Linked DNA regions of Rattus norvegicus: region 1 is linked to region 2. Evidence: chromatin contacts called from public Hi-C data. All regions are on one chromosome and are shown on one strand. The core of a region is the stretch at or near the end of the contact, and the rest is flanking DNA. Distances in the headings are between cores, read along the strand shown. Region 1 holds the start of Ripk2 (receptor-interacting serine-threonine kinase 2). Region 2 holds the start of Tmem64 (transmembrane protein 64).

Region 1 (5,303 bases), core at 1,275-3,774, 960 kb before region 2:
CATCAAGAAGGGGAGAGACTTGCTGTCATATAGAGACAGGGAGTATCCAGGAGGAGGGAATCCTGGGAATTACAACAGTCTGGGAGCTAGTCTGGAGGAGTGAGAGTAGGCATACAGCAAATCAGAGTGTAGATAATCAACAAGATAGCAAGCTTCTGGCTTTTCCCGAAAGTGTGACCTTTCTGGGTGACTTATCTGGGCATGTTCTAGGCACGGCATGGATAGGTCAAAGCTTGCACAGTGAGATACTAGGGACTTACACCTCTGTTTTCAAGCTGACCAATGCAAAAAGAGGGGGAAAGGAACCTATCCTATGTCACCAAAACACTCGAACTACCAATCTTCCAAGGGAAAGCAGATTTCAGTATCTATCTCCTCCCTACTTATGATCAGTCTGTTCTTCTGTGTCGAGTGTATGTTTGTGTGTGCTTGTGCATGTGTGTGTGTACTTGTGTGCATGTGTGTGTATGTGTACATGTGCATGTGTATGTATGCGTGTGCATGTCCATGTGAGTGTGCATGTGTGTGTGCAAGTGCATATGTGTGTGTATGTGTGTGCATGGGTGTGCACACATACTATACTTTTAATAAAACTTGATTGCTTGCTATTGCTGTGATTTTTTTTCCCTCTGTCTTTTAATTGTTTAATTGTTGGGGAAAACTGAACTCAATCCATGACCCTGGATGGTAACTAAGTAGAACCCAATACTACTACACTTGACTTGAAACTGGGCTGTTTTTTGAAAAAGTGTGTTATTTTGCAAAATGTTTGTATCTTATTTCTAAATGAGATGTGAATCTCTTAAAGCTGATATTTCCTAAACTAATGTAGTAAGACACAAATAAACTTTATTCACAATAACATTTAGGTATAATTTTGTAGGATTTTAAATAAATGAGTTCAACATATAGGTGTGGTACTTATTTTTGAGGCTAATTTGTCTGTTTTGTTTAAGTGTTTGTCTAGTAAATTCATTTCAATATTAATGTCTTAAGCTTTCTATCATTAACTAGGTGATTATGAAAATTAAATGTATATATTCACAAAAATCCATGTATGTATATACATACATACATACATATATGTACCCATATATTCTTAGTTAAGAATATATACTCATTATATTGAGTTCCTATTTTTAAACTTATATTTTTTATTTATGTGCGTTGCCTACAGAAGCCAGAAGAGGTGGTCAGATTCTCTGGAGCTGGAGAACAGGCAGCTGTGAGCCACTAGATTCGAGTACTAGTAACAAACCTCAGGTCCTGTGGAAGAACAGAAAGCCCTCTTAATGGCTTACCCATGACTCTAGCCCAAGAAAACATAATCTTAGAATGCAGACTTGTAAAAAAAAAAAAACTATTAAGAACTAGTGTGTAGGAAAGGAAATGTCGATGTTGTATACATATTACATTACTAATATAAGGAACACATCACAGATTGCAACATCCTGGTGGGTGTAGGATCATGGAACTATATCGCTCATATGAGATACTTGCCCCAAACGTCGTACTGAACAGTCATTTAAGTAGAAAGGTGTTTAAAGTAAAAAGATGAAATAGTGATGGCTTTTGGTTGTTTGGTTTTTTGCTTTTTGTTTTTGTTTTTGTCTTTGTTTTTCTTCTCGGATAGAAGACTTCCCAAACACAAGAAATGGTTCTATTTTTCAATTTGTGCATAGGCCTTGGGGAATAAAAGGAGAAAGAGTGTCCTGGTAAGAGAGCTTGTCACAGAAGCTAAACACCTCAATTTGTCACACTGACAACGCTGACCTCTCTACCTCACTCCTCAAGTGTCAGACACTGAGTAAAGATTGGGGCAAAGGCAACCACATAGTAACAGCGCAGGAAGTGGGGCCTTAACGAAGTCACCAGACTCCCCAGTCACCCCACACCCTATCGCTTCTGGGGTTTGGAAGCTAAGGAAGACACGCAGGCCAAAGGAAAATCCAGCCGACCCACCTGACACCGGCTTGGAGGACTGCGGAGGGATTTTCCCCAGAGGAAAACTTTTCCAGGCCTCAGTGGTGCCCACTCGGCTGTCGAGGGAGGGAAGCCTCTGACACTCGCCTGGGTTAACCTCATGAGCTGCAGAGGGAGGGAGGAGCGGGCAGAGGGAGGAGCCGGCGAGGGGAGGAGCCGGCGGGGGAGGAGCCGAAGGGGGGAGGAGTCTACAGAGGAAGAGCAGGTCGAGGGAGGAGCCAGCAGATAGTGGAGCCTGCAGAGGGAGAAGCTAGCGAAGAGAGGAGCTTGCAGAGGAGGAGCCAATGGAGGGAGGAGCGGGCGGAAGGTGAAGCCAGAGGACCGACCAGCTGGCGGAGGAGGAGTTGGCGGAGGAGGAGCCCGCGGAGAGAGGAGCTAAAGAAGGGAGGAGCCGGCGGAGGAGGGGCCGGCGGAGGGAGGGGTCGGGGTAGGAGTCGAAGGCTGAGGAGCTGGTGAAGGTAAGAGCCCGGCCTAGAAAAGCCGGCGGAGGGAGGAACCCACGGAACCCAGGAGGAGGGCGGAGGAAGGTCCGCCTCGGCGCGGCCGCAGACCCGACGGGCTCCCAGGGACAGCCGGCCGGGCCGGAACTGCAGAGAATGGGCCGCCCCGGGACCTAGCGCACCGCAGCACGGGCCGCGGCCAGGGTCGGGCGGAGCCGCTGCGCAGCTGGAGCCATGAACGGGGACGCCATCTGCAGCGCGCTGCCCCACATCCCCTACCACAAGCTCGCCGACCTGCACTACCTCAGCCGCGGCGCCTCAGGCACCGTCTCGTCGGCAAGACACGCGGACTGGCGGGTGCGGGTGGCAGTGAAGCACCTGCACATTCACACGCCGCTGCTCGACAGGTAGGGCGCGGACGTGGGACCCCACGCAAGTGCGGGCCGACGCGTTATCATCCTGACCGCACTGATGGTGATGCGCCGGCTCCGCCGCGGCGAGTCCTTAAGTTTTTGGGCTATCCTGGCCCAAGAGAGAAATTGTCCTGGACCTGCGTCAGACTTCGCAACTCGCCTCTCCACCGCCCTGCCTCTCCTCCCATCCAAGGTGTTCTTTCTCTCTCTCTCTCTCCAGAACCCTGCAATCACGGCCACCTCTAAAAGTGTGTTGGTACAGTGCTTGTGGGCTTTGCTCTATTTTAGCTAGCTGTTAGTCACAAGAGCTGTGGGGCTCTGGCAACTGCTCTTCGAAACGAAGTACTAAGCAGTGAGTGCAAAATACACACCGGATTTTGAACATTTAGCGCCTGTGTGTGTGTGTGTGTGTGTGTGTGTGTGTGTGTGTGTGTGTGTGTGTGTGTAGTTTTTGTATTGATTAAACGTCAAAATATTTTTCTAGGGTTTTATGTGTGTTTCACTCCATAGTTTTATTGAGCAGTGCTGCTCCTGAGCCTGCGTATTATGTCTTGGTTTGGTTGGATTTTGGTTGGTTTTGTTTTGTTTGTGGTTTATTACGTGCACTCATGAATTTCGGATATCAAATTCTACATTACCAGTTGTTATTCGAGCTCTTGCTTTGGAAGTCCCCAAAGGAAGTGTGCTCTGTTTTTGTAACAGTAAGATGAATCAAAAGCTATTAAATGGTCAAAACTTGTGAAGATTGAAAACAAATTTGACCATCCCTTGTCCTGGCATTATTTGGATCCAGCTCCCATATATTCAGAAGAAGAAGAAAAAAAAAAAAAGCATTGGTTTCTGTTTCCAGGAAAACATTACAACTAAATACCATAGATCTGTGACTGTATGTGTTAGTCAATGGGTCTAGTCAGAACTCTTCGTATTTTTCTTCCATCAGAAACTGAGCCGGACCTTCATTCAGTCCTTAGTGCACTTGCTAACACTGGTGGTTGCAGTGTTCTCTTCTCCTGGATCTAGTGTGGAAATACAGATATCATAGTGGCCCTATTGGTCAGAGGCCATTAATGCTGGGTATCAGGGCAGTTCCAGCATCAAATAATTCTCTTGCTTCAGCCCTGATAAAATGTTAGACTTTCATCTGCCTGTGCTCTTTTTTTCCATTATTGGCAAGATCACATTGTAGTAGTCAATGGAGCCAGTGCTCTGTGTGTGTGTGTGTGCGTGTGTGTGTGTGTGCGCGCGCACATGCATGAACACACAGTAGTCAACATTAAAAGGGAGGTTGGTTAGGAATCAAGCAAATAGTCTATGCAAATGTAGCACTAATAGACCACTATCTATACTAAAGCTAGTTGATTTTTCTTACTTTGGTTTCTGCTTTTCAAGGCTTAAATTTACCTAAGCTTTGTTTGTGTCATTTGTAGGCCGAGGGATAAAGATGGGAAAAAAGTTGTTGCTTTCCCAAATTCGCCAACCACTTCATAGTATAATTCCGTTGAATTAGATAGGAAAATACCTTTATAAGACCAACAAAACCCCCTTGCCCTACTGCATTGCACTCTTTTATCTTGCTGTCTAAGATCTTTCCATGAGCACAGGCCTAGGATTATGCAATTGACTCTGAGGGTATCTTACTTCCTCACCTATAAAATATGAATAATAAACACTATACATATACTTGTGGTGCTCTGGTGTGGATAATGTACCCATTGTTCTTTAAGATTACCTGAAAAGAAAATAAGTTTATGTGACGTTACATGTTATTTTAACAATTAGTGAGTCACTCTCCGTAGCCAATGAGTGGGACTTCCATAGCAATCTTCCCGCTTTAGTGAACTGCTGACTCCTGTTGGCTGTTCAAGTACCCTAGAGATGGATAGCTGTTTCCTATTGAAATTTTGAGTTGGGTAATTTTAGTGATATAATTATTGAAGCTATATTTTAAAAATCTTTTGCTTTTATTTTCCCCCTCAATCTTGTTGAAATCTAACCTCACAAACCATCTGATTTGCTTTTCTCATCAAACAGTAGACTAGGAAAAACAGACTTTACCAGAGCTACAATTTAAATGTGACTTAAAACCTGTCGCTTTGTGTTGTGGTCACCAAAGGATCATTCGTTTTTCTAACTGTAGATGCCCCATATGTAAAATGGAGATAATGAAACCAGCTCTAGAGAGTTGCCCAGGGTTTAGAGTGCATATAAAATGGCTGACAAGGAGGACGAATACATCATACCTTTTCTTGTGTATATGTACATGCATGTGTATATACACGTAGGGGATGCATGTGCTGCTCCACATGCATGATGTATAAGCCAGGGGTCAACCTCAGGTGTTGTTCCTCAAGACCACCTCAGGACCACCATTTAGTGTGAGAGTGTATGTGTGTGTGTGTGTGTGTGTGTGTGTGTGTGTGTGTGTGTGTGTGTGTTTAATGTTTTGGAGTGTTCATTATTGTTGGCT
Region 2 (5,107 bases), core at 89-2,588:
GCAGAGAGAAGCTAGGAAGTCAAGTCTCAAAGTCAAAAAGCTACCAAAGCCGCTTCAGACATGCAATGACAACAGGATACTTTCCTTTGCCTGTCTCCCCCAACCCAAGTTAAATGAGTACTTCACTTTTTCTTATCAAACTCATACACAAACACACGCACCGGGAAAAAAATTAGTTCTTTAGCAGGTCTTTCAAGGGACTGTGTTATATGAATTTGTAGTATAATTTTTTCAGGATGTCATAAAAAACGTCAATGACGCTCTGTTGGGTATCTGTCATACAGAGCGCCTCCTAGGGTGGTCACAAGGGCTCTAAAAGACAAATTTGGAGAGTGATCGAGAAAGAAAGGCCAAGGGGACCACTTACCGAAAACACTGCATTCTGAAGCCCAAAAGGTATGGGAGTCAGCCGGGCCAGCGCCACCACCTTCAGGCCGCTTCCTCCCTCCACGACACGGATAACGGCGCTCAGCTTGTCGCTGCTCTGGATCCTGGCGGCCACCCAGGCGGTGAGCAGCCGCTTGCAGACCACATGAGCAATAAAGGTGCCGATGAGGACGCCCACCACCATGAGCCCCATGCCTAGCACGAAGCCGTACAGGTAGCCGGCCGCCACATTAAGCACGATGTAGCCCCAGCCGCAGGGGAAGGAGACCACGATGAAGCCCACGACGAAGAGCAGGACACCGAGCAGCGAGTCGAGGCTCTCCACCCAGAGCAGGAGGTGCTGCAGGTAGCGGCGGACCAGGGCCAGGGAAGCGAAGCACAGGGCGGCCAGCACGCACACCAGCACGAGGCTCCGGCACCAACAGGTGCTGCCGAGGCAGCAGCAGCGCCAGTTTCTCACCTCGGCCACCCCGACCACCACGCCGCCGCCGCTCCCGGGGCCGCCTGCCAACGCCCCGGCCGGCGCCGGCAAGTCCGAGGCCGCGGGCGGACCGTGGCGCTCCAGATAGGCGCCGAGCAGCGCGCCCGAGGCCGCCGCCGCAGCAGCAGCCGCGCTGGCCCCGCCCCCACGGGGAAGGCGGTCCTCCGAGCAGTCCCCTCCCGCTGTCCGCTCCGGTGCCCAGCGGCCCGGCTGCTCCGCACCGCCCGGCCGACCGGCGTGCTGCAAGGCCCGGGGCAGCGTGTGGAGCAGGCTTCCGCCGGGGTTCCGCATGCCTCGGCCTCAGCCGGCCAGTGTCTCCGCTCCCGCCGCGTCCCCCTGCCTGCCGCCTTCCATGGCACCCCGCACGCCAGGCCTCGGCTCCCTGCGTCCGCTTGCGGGGAGGGAACGGCCGGAGACAGACGGCAGCAGCGGCAGTCGAGACACGGTCCGACCGGGAGTCGGTGGAGTCTGGACCCCGCGCTCGCAGAGCCCGCCCCCTTGGGCCCGAGGGGCGGGGCACGCGCACAGGGGGCGGAGACATAGCTGGGTGGTGGGTCACGCCCCCGTGACGCCGGGCGGGGGCTGCGGTTGAGTGGCGAGGTACCCGCGTCTCTCTGGCAACCGAGTCCTCCGCTGCCAGGGCAGTAGAGTGAGGTGGAGGGAAGCCACGGGAAGCGGAAAGGGGACCCGGGGCTGCGCGCTCCCAGCTTCCACGGGCGCGCGCGTGCCTGCCTGCGTGTCAAAGACCCTTGGCCGCAGCTGCTGGAACTCTTGCCAAGTGCCTCTCTAGTGGTTTCCGATTGACCTCTCCTGCAAACAAGCAGCGTGTCACTCTCATCCAAAGCTGTCTAGCGACTTTAGGGAAGGAGTTCTTGTCTGTTCTGAGGAGGCCAGATGTACAATCCCAGAGATTAAGTCTCCCAGTGGGTTCTAGATAACTTGGTTGTTTAGGAGCCCAGGGGATTGGTTGTGAAGGGCCACTCTTCAGAAAATGTGTCTTCTAGTTCCTAATCCTTTCCTGAGTGCCAAGCACTGTGCTTGGAAAAAGATTCCTCCTCAGAAGACCTTTGTTAAGGGCTTCTGTTACCAGCCCTTTCAGGGCTATGTATAGATTTAAGACTGACATAGTGCTAGGAAAGCAGGATAAGGAATCAAGAATGCTATCTAGAGTTCTTATTTGAGGTAGTAAATAGATGGAAACATTGACCCAAGGAAAATATAATAAATGAGTTTGATGCATGAGAATCGAGATGTCCATATCAAGAGCCAAATGTGGATTCGGTTAGATGTTTGAAAATAGGAATAACAGTGTTGGCATGAATTACCACTCCTAGAAATTTTGACATTGATACACAGGCAACAGTTAAAACCATGGTTATGGATGACTGAATGGTAATAGGTGTGCTAAATATTCTCTGTATTCTCAGTCATGGTAGACTGGCTTTTCTGTTTAGGCCTTGTGTTTGGGTCAGTCTGCACGACATATTCTGCCAAGTGAATTGTGACTAGCTTTTATATGCCTTCGGAAACTTTCCAAAATCCTTTTGCTCTTTGCCATGTCACTTATCAATGTTCCAGAGACTGAGCTCTGCGACTTTTCATCTTGGGAAGGAAGATAGTGAAGAGTAAGAATGCCAGTTAGTTCTTGATGGAAATAGTGAGAAGAAAAACCACTGACATGTGAAAGTGAGATTATCAGGGCAGGTCTTCATTACTTCTGACTGGTGTGAAGAAGGACAGGTCTGAGAAATGAAATTTGTTACTTAGACCCTTGTGAAGAGTCTGGAAGACTACCTCATATTACTTAATATTTAATAATAATGATAATAATAATGATGATAATAATAATAATAATAATAATAATAATAATAATAATTGTGGTGGTGGTGATGACGATGATGAAGCCCGGCATCCTATTTCCATTTCTGTTCTCTGTCGTTTATTCCCATACCAACTCCATGCGTAAGTCTCCAGTTCACATTATAGAAGACTAAAATCCAAATGCAGAGGCCTGAGTTCTGAGCCAGCTCTTGCGATGCCAGTTCTCTGGATGGGCCAGTCTTGGATCAGGAGTTCATCCCTATTTACACAGCACATGATTATCCAAGATACCATCTGCATCCACTGGGCACAGTGCCTTGACCCACCGCAGTGTAAATTGTAGTGGAACGTTTCCACGCTTGTGCCACTGTAATTTATTTTTCGTAGAATTATGAAGATTACGTTTTACGATGGGAAGCGAGGCATGTCTTGATTCCCACACAGTGGTCCATCATGATCAGCCTAAAACCCTTATGGGAAAATATTAACTCTTCCCCTGGCCTACAAAGGTGTTTATGACCTCACCTCTGCTGCCACCCCTACCTCATTGCCCTTGCCTCATCACATACTAGCACACTGGCATCCCCTCTCTTGCATGGGTAAGTCTCCTACCTGAGGTTGTTCACACTCTACCCCTGCTGATCCCTCACTCTACCCCTGCTATCTCTCTGGTGAATGGTCTTCCCTTGTCTCTTAGAAAGTCTAGTTTCCCTTCCCTTACTCATACTAGGTGCTGCAGGCCTGTTTTCAGAAAGGACATCCTGGACGACTCTCACCTGAAGGACAAGTCTGCCTGCCAAAGAGATTTCCTTCACTGTCTGTCTCCCCACAACTAAAGACACTGTGAAAGCTGCCATTTTGACTGTCCTATGAGCCCCAATAACCTAGCTTCCTAGAATACCTGACAGACTTTGAATTTTAGGTTAACCCCCCAAGTATTGTGTTTCATTATGGAATTTTAATAATCTTATTGGCCCCCTCTCCCCGTGATCCACTCTTAATAGTCTCTTTCCCCCTTAATAATTCCCTTCTGCATTATTCATGTAACAATTTGTATATTCTGTAACCTCATCTTTCACTCCTCCCTGCTTCCGTCAGACCTCTGACTTTCTAGTTCACACACACACACACACACACACACACACACACGTGCACACTCATGGTTTTGCATATGTAAGTTCAAGCAGTATTTGTCAATGAGCCAGGCTCAGTTTACTTAACCTAACGTGATTCATCTTCATTTCTGCAATGTCATAGGCTCAGTTTCCACTGGAGCTGAGGAAAATTGCTTATGCACATGTATCACATAGGAATCACACTTTCTGCATCTATTCATGCTTTTAAATAGGTGTGTACGGTGGCTCCATTTCTTAGCAGCCATGAACATGAACATGCGAGCAGCTCCGCAGTACGTTGCAGTGTCCTTCAGGTAGATGTATCTAGGAGTGGTAGAGTGGTATAGGTTTCTTTGTTTATAACGTAAGGATTTTGGTTTGCTTGGTTGCTTTTTATTTGTTTATTTCTTTTTGAGAAACCTCCATTCTGATTTCCACACTGGCTGGCACAATGTGGTAGCTTAACCACCAGCAGTGAATAAGGCTTCCTCTTTCCCCCATCCTCACCCATATTTGTTTTCTTGCTGATTTCCATTCTGACTGGAATGAGACTCTCAGGAGTTTTAAGTTTGCACTTCATGAATAGCAAAGGTATTTATCGGTAACTTCTGCTTCTTCCTTAGAGAATTGTTCATTGGAGTCATTAACTAGTTTATTGATTAGAAGATTTAGATTTGGGAGTATTTAATTTTTTCAGTTTTTTTACATATACTAGAAACTAACCCTTGTGTGGTACATAGTTGGCAGTGATATTATTTTCTTATTGTGTAGGAATTTTTTCATCTAGATAACTGTTTTCTTTGTAGAAATTTTTACATTGTGTGTTATCTCATTTATCCGTTCTTAAAGTGTTTTCCTTGCTGTTTCAGTCCTTTCCAGAAAGTTCTTGCCTATGCTTATATATTCAGGTGTTTTTCCCTAGCAGTTTCAGAGCATCTGATCTCATGTGAAGATTGTTGATCCATTCAAAGTGATTTTTCTGCAGTTTAAGAAATATGCATCTAATTTCACATTCAGTCTTCTTGGCAACATTTATTCAAGAGGTTGTCATTTTTTCAATGTATGTCCTTGGCACTTTGTTAAAACTTATATGGATATAGCTGTATATGTGTGTTTGGTTATAAGTCCTCTATTCTATTTTTTTATTTTACATATCTGGTGTGTGTGTGTGTGTGTGTGTGTGTGTGTGTGTGTGTGTGTGTGTGTGTATTCTGTCATGAAGTTTTACCCATGCAAAACCTAGATACATGATTCTATAAAGAACTGAACTTCAAGGCAACTGAAATATGAAGCAAAGTTGGAT

The links. Hi-C and Micro-C count contacts between places; a contact is called where the count stands out from the background.
Region 1: a Hi-C map of liver shows a contact between it and region 2, with 4 times the contacts expected there. The contact joins the promoter of Ripk2 here to the promoter of Tmem64 in region 2. A contact is called at or near these places in 2 of 12 Hi-C or Micro-C datasets (liver and mammary epithelial cells).

What each region holds. Positions count from the first base shown.
Region 1 is chr5:34,456,884-34,462,186 of GRCr8, reverse strand. It overlaps Ripk2 (receptor-interacting serine-threonine kinase 2), which reads left to right and starts at 2,524. Exons shown (of 11, transcript NM_001191865.1): 1 at 2,524-2,830. The coding sequence starts at 2,658. LOC120102838 (a long non-coding RNA gene) reads right to left here and starts at 2,111. Exons shown (of 3, transcript XR_010051714.1): 1 at 1,963-2,111.
Region 2 is chr5:33,492,263-33,497,369 of GRCr8, reverse strand. It overlaps Tmem64 (transmembrane protein 64), which reads right to left and starts at 1,338. Exons shown (of 3, transcript NM_001399333.1): 1 at 368-1,338. The coding sequence starts at 1,159. It overlaps LOC134478938 (a long non-coding RNA gene), which reads left to right and starts at 1,445. Exons shown (of 2, transcript XR_010051713.1): 1 at 1,445-3,288; 2 at 3,420-5,107.